2 separate regions of the Arachis hypogaea genome follow, and region 1 is linked to region 2. A link is a contact called in public Hi-C data. All regions are on one chromosome and are shown on one strand. The core of a region is the stretch at or near the end of the contact, and the rest is flanking DNA. Distances in the headings are between cores, read along the strand shown.

What was found. A called contact is a pair of places that touch in the nucleus more often than the background predicts.
Region 1: a contact with region 2 is called in a Hi-C map of leaf, with 1.9 times the contacts expected there. The contact joins the enhancer-like site here to the promoter of LOC112802366 in region 2. A contact is called at or near these places in 4 of 8 Hi-C or Micro-C datasets (leaf and an unstated tissue).

Annotation. Positions count from the first base shown.
Region 1 is chr5:102,797,355-102,800,376 of arahy.Tifrunner.gnm2.J5K5, reverse strand. No RefSeq gene overlaps it. Among protein-coding and RNA genes, the nearest start is that of LOC112802371, 30 kb to the left of the region's middle. Within about 2 kb of position 1,691, at least 3 of the 3 cell types and tissues checked have open chromatin away from gene starts, as enhancers often do.
Region 2 is chr5:102,731,497-102,734,718 of arahy.Tifrunner.gnm2.J5K5, reverse strand. LOC112802366 (NDR1/HIN1-like protein 10) reads right to left here and starts at 1,931. Exons shown (of 1, transcript XM_025845551.3): 1 at 821-1,931. The coding sequence starts at 1,722. The coding sequence ends at 1,087.

The DNA.
Region 1 (3,022 bases), core at 442-2,941, 66 kb before region 2:
TTGCATATATGTGAAGGTATATTAGTATGTACTTAGCATTATACAAAAATATAAAAGTAACGTACTGTATAAGGGAAGACTTATATCATTAGGGTTTAGGAATATGTTACAACCTCTGTCCTTTTTCATGATTATAAGTTGATTTTCCAGCAATAGTTATATTCTGCTAATCATTATCTATTACAACCGATGGACATTAGGATAAATTAAAAGGAGTGGAAGAGAAGTTAAGGGAATTATTCAAAGCCCCAACAGAACCGGTACTGTGTCTCATTGATTTTAATATAAGCAGTTTTACCAACTCAAGTTATTCATGCTCATGACATGATCATTTCATCATTCTTTTTACAAACATTGTAATTTCATTTGAAAAAAAAAAGCTACTAGTGACTTCATAATTTTTATAGTTATGATTTAATTGAAGTTTGTCAAATAATTAAAAATAAACTCTAACATAAAATTTAATAATTTATCAAGGTATAGCACAAATACTCTCCAAGATATTTGTTTAATATTATTATTTATTCTTGATATATTAACTCTATAATTTTTTTTAAAGCCATCCAATCACATTTTTATTCGTTCTATCTTTTTCACTTTTGAATTTTAAAAAGTGTTTTAATTGTACGCTTATTAATTAGATACGCAAATATCCCTAATCTATTCAGAATTAATAAATAATGACCCGGTGTAAAAGGAGAATTTGTCAAATGAACAAACACGTAAAAAAGATACTATTTCAAATCATCCTAACTATGACACTTTATGATGAGAAAGAACTGTATAATATTTCAATCGACTATGTTATATGTACACTAAAATCAGTCTATAATAAATATATTAAAATATAAATACATAATTAAAATAAATTAAATTATATATTTATATACAAATAAATTAAAGTATTTTAGTATTTCAACCAACGTAAATCAATAGTAACTAAGTGTATGTAAGGATTTAAAGAACTTTATTTTCTTTCCTTTTTTTTACCCTCTCTAGCTTTTGCTTCTTTCTCTGGATTCAAGCTTCCCGCACGGAAATACGTAACACATGTTGATCGAATCACGTTGCATTTAATAACAAACAATGGATTCATTATTGAGCATGCATTAGTCCAAATGATCTAGATTTTCATTTGCTAGTCAACATTTTATCTATATGTTGATTTGGATGCTTATTAAAAAAATACGAAAATATAATGGGTTGAAAAGTATAATTACTTTCCCACAATTCAACAAAAATTAAATTAGCGCCTTTGTTTTACTGTGACTTTTGGTATCGACTTGATACACAATAAAGAAAATAAGAAATAATTTGGAAACAACAACTTTTTTTTGGTCCGGTGAAATCAACTCTTTTGGACTGATATTCAGCTTCGGTCTTCACCTTTTCTGTTTCTGGTAATGACCTCTTTTATTTTTTGGTAATTGAGGGGGCGCTAATGACCTCTTTTATCTTTACACTCTAGCTTTTTATTTCGTTCTTTTTTTTTTTTGGTCTGGATATATCATCTCTCTTGTGTTCGGAACAAATATGTGAACTTTTTTGTTATTAATTAACTGATATTGGTTGAAAATAAATTGTTATTTAGTTGGACAAAAAGAATATGGAAAATGACCGAAAAGAGGAACTATAATATGGGTATATGTAGTTGGGTCTTATGCTCTGAAGTTTCTGGGTAAATTGCTATCGTCTTGTTTGGAATAATTTTTTGGGCAAACTTTTTGTTCTAACTTTTTGGTACATTCTGTAATATGATTCCATTTAAGAAATCAAATGGTAGTTTGGCAAAGGAAATACCGAAATAGAATAAAGAAGTGCTATGTCCATTTTTTTTTTCCAAAAAGTCCAAAATGGTAAAAAAAACAATATCAAACTCCCACAGTCCCACTCCCACCGCCCATCAACAGAACAAAAACGAAAACAAAGGGACGAATTGAAATAAGATGGTTCTCGGGTACATTGGATGGCGGATGTTAAGAAACAAAGAATATAGGTTCCATTTGGATATTGTTTCGGGACGAAAATATAGAGACCGTGAGATGGAGACAAAAATATGGAGACAAAAACATACAAAACATGTCTTTATACCTTGTTTAGTAAAGCTCGTATTAATTTCAAGTTGTTCTTTACACCAAGTCTCTGAACAAGATCACTGAAGGGAAAAAAGTTCTAATATTATTAAAGGATTTATATCAAGCTAATAGGGTTACCTAAGTGCTCTGCTAGGATTTAGTGGAGTAATCCTAATTTCAGTTATTCTTCATCAAGTGTTAATAAAGCGATCAAGTGTCAACAGAATAATCATGGCAATGCAAATGGCTACACCAGTAGAACACCATAGAACGAAAATAGTAGAAGAAGAAATAGTGGACAGTTTTGAAGAGAATGACATTCAAGATAGTCGAGAAAGGTGCGCAAGGAGCCTAATAGAAAGATTGTTTGGAGATCAACAGTTTTCATCTGATATAATGGAGGCAGTGATACACTCATTATAAAGACAAATTGATGGATTTAAAGTGATTGATCATGGAGGAAACATTTTCAATTCTTCTGATGGATTTTCAATAACTACATCCTAAATCTAAAGAGATGGAAGGAAGCAGAATCGACTGAAGAAGTTGACTTTGCCCATGTGCCGATATGGATACAGATTTAGGGTCTCCCAGAACAGTTCAAAACAAAAGAATTGGGAGGAAGACAGGTAGCTCTTTCGATGAAGTACTACACGTGGATATTTTTAAATCCGTGAAAAAAAAAATAGCATAGTGAAAATTCAAGTGAACATGGATGTGACAAAACCACTTAGGAGATATATCAAACTAGCAGACCCTAACAATAAATTACTGGATGTAGCAATCAAATATGAAAGGATTGGCATCTTCTGTAATTATTGTGGTCATATTGGGAATGATGTACGGGATTGCAGCTTTTAGATTGAGAATTTCTTAAAAGGATAAGTTGAAGAAGAGGAATAGAGAGATTGGTTAAAAGCGGAGCAAGTAGGAAGAAGAAAGGAGAT
Region 2 (3,222 bases), core at 682-3,181:
TAATGTCAGGTGAAATTTTGTTTCAATCAAGTTTCCAACCAAATTTCCATAGATTTAGAATCAAATGATGTTATATATTATTCAGAGTACCATGGATTGATTAAGTTAGAGTTAATTGATATTAGATTAATTTATTTTGTCGTTAAGTTGGTTGTCATTATATTTAGATTTTCTCTTTTATGTTTAAAATATTTTGATTAGTGTCTATGTATACAGGAGATATGAAAAGAATTGTCATGAATTTTAAATAATACGGTGATAACAAAAACACAATATATGTTTTCAACGTCTTTTGTTCAAATTGGGACATAAATTTTAGGCATAAAATACCTTTTTCCCCCCCCAATTTTATCAATTTTTTCTTTTTATATTTCCAATCCTATTATATTTTTCTTCTTTTGTAAAATAATTATATTTGAAAGATGATAAAAATAGTTCAAATAATTTAAAATTATTTTATTTAATATTCAATAATTATTCTAGAATAATTATATAATATTATAGATATAATAAGTATATAATTATATATATTATATGTTTAAACTTATAGAAATTAAATTAAATAAAATAACTTTAGTTATTGTGTTTTAAACAATACCGTAATTTAAAAAAATTTGAAAGAATTTATTTCTTTTATGATCCTAATAATGTCTAGCTAATGAAAGTATAATTACATATATGTTACCATCGCAAATATAGTACAATGAATATATTTACATTCTTAGATACTTCTTATTTTTTATATTAAAAATAAGAAGCGAAAAAATAAAAACTTTGCCTTTTAAATTATAAAACAAAAACAATATACAAAAGACATGTAAAAAAAAGGGTAAATTTCATTTTCTATATAGCAATAATAGTGGAACACACAAATTAGAAGAACTCGACAACAAATTTCACGTAATAAAATGAATGAATGAAATTAAATAGAATACAACTCGATGAGAAAATCAAAGTAATACGTGTAAAAAAAGGATTTCTATTGGTATTTTAAGTATATACTTATATTTATTTATGCTATATATATGTATATAATTGCAAATTCAAATACTCAGGAGTCAAGGCTTATATTTATATTTCTAAGGGTTATCCGGCTTCGGCATCACGATCTTGAAAGAAATTACTACTTCTGCACCTTGTAACACTAAAAGTTGCCGCCGGCGGTTTACCATTCGAAATCAAAGGAACCCTGAGCCGGCGACACTGAACAACCGGCGGATTGAATCGGCTGCTCTTGAACCTTCCAAACTTAGCCCTTATTCTAACATCCAAATCGACGGCCAAGTCATTGAAAATGCCCACACTCCTCTCCATGTTGTACTCAGCAATTTGCTTTGGCCCGAGTCGAATCGAGCTTTGTCCTTCGAACACGGCTTCTTGAAGGAGGGTCGTGTTCTTGTGACCTTGATCAAATGGCGCCAAGTTGACGGCAGCGAAATTCCTGTCTTTGTACCACGCGTATGCGGTGATCCTCCTATAGTACACCACCACGTTGTTGTTAGGGTTTCTTGCTGTGATGTTGACTTTGAATTTGTAGTTCAATGTGGTGTTGTTGTTGGTGAGATTGAATTGAGTGAGGGAAGCATTGGTTACTTGGAATTTGACACTTGATGGAGATATGATTATCCAAAATAGGAATATGGATAGAATGAAGCACAGGAATAAGGTGTAGAGTGTGACGAAGATGCAGCAAAAACTGCACCTGAATGATCTCAAACACATGTTGATGATGGTGATTTGTGATAGCTAATAACAATGTTGATAATTAATGATGAATCTGGTGTAATATTTTAGTGGATATATATTTGTAGAGGGTACCTCCTTTGCTTATGATTGTATGTGTTTAATATGGTGTGTAATTTCTTGAGATTTTTCTAGGAGATTTCCTCGTAATAATGTTACAAAGCATATAGAAGAAACGTTGACTTTTTATAACCGAGTAAGGAGCTCTTATTTTCAATGGGTTTGTGCATCAAGAAAGCTCTGCTCAAAGTGGAACAATAATATGAATCGGTAGACTTAGTCATAATTAAATATTCATATATAATTAGTATAAATAGATATTGATCAGTTCACTTAGTCATATTAATTAATTTGGGTTGGTCATGTGATTAGTTCAGTTATTTACTTAAATAAGTGTCAGGAATTTAAATTTTATCTTATGCATGCATTAGTATGTACAAATTATTAAGATTAAGAGAAAGTTTAAGAGTCCACACTTTTCTTTATTAAAATTTGACCAGCACAAAAAAAGTGAGTAATTACACATCATTAAATATAATTTTATATTATTAAAAATACTAATAATAACTAATTAATAATTATAAATTACAAAACTGACTAACCTCCTAGCACTCTTTAATTATTAATTTAGGGGATCATTGCCCCCATTTTCATTAACATAACTCCGCCACTGCCAGAGAAAGACTTTTAAATGAAGTTCGACTGCGATAAAATAATCTTTGGCATGTTAAAATATATAATACCATAAACAAAAAAAAGCAATATGTCTATTGATTTATTTTGTATGAATTAGATATTTACAATTATTTTAAAAAATCTTGAATTTAAATGCCAAATAAATTTTTTATTTATAAATTATATACAAAGGGTATTTTAGAAAATAACTAAATCAGTTTGATATCTCTATTATATATATATAATAGATTCTAAAACAATAAAATTAAATAAATATGTAAATATAATTTATCTAAAGCTTCTAAATACTATATATAATAATTAAATAATCAAAATAAAGCTCCCATGTTGGCTTGATGGAGGAATCATGGGATTAAGCAAGGCTATTTGTTTGATCCTCCCCCAATTCAGTTTTGAAATTTAGTAATTTGGGATAAAATAGTATTCACTAGCTTATGCCACTATTATCCCATGAATCTGATGAACAAATTCAGAAACGTACATTGAATTTGTGAGGGAATATACTATATATATATATATGAGTTAGTTTGTTAATCTTTTGCTATTTTGTAATAAAACACTGAAAGAATAAAAAAAATAAATATAAAAAATATTGTATTTTGTGTTTTTTTTATTAAAAAATTATAAAAATAAATTTAAATATATATTTATTATTGTCTATGAAAGATAAAAAACAAATAAGGATATGATAATAGTAAATAAAATAATAAAAGCTAAAATTATGACTAAATTTATGTATTTTATTGGGTTGAATTTATAAACTCGTGTGAAACTTCTTTGTTA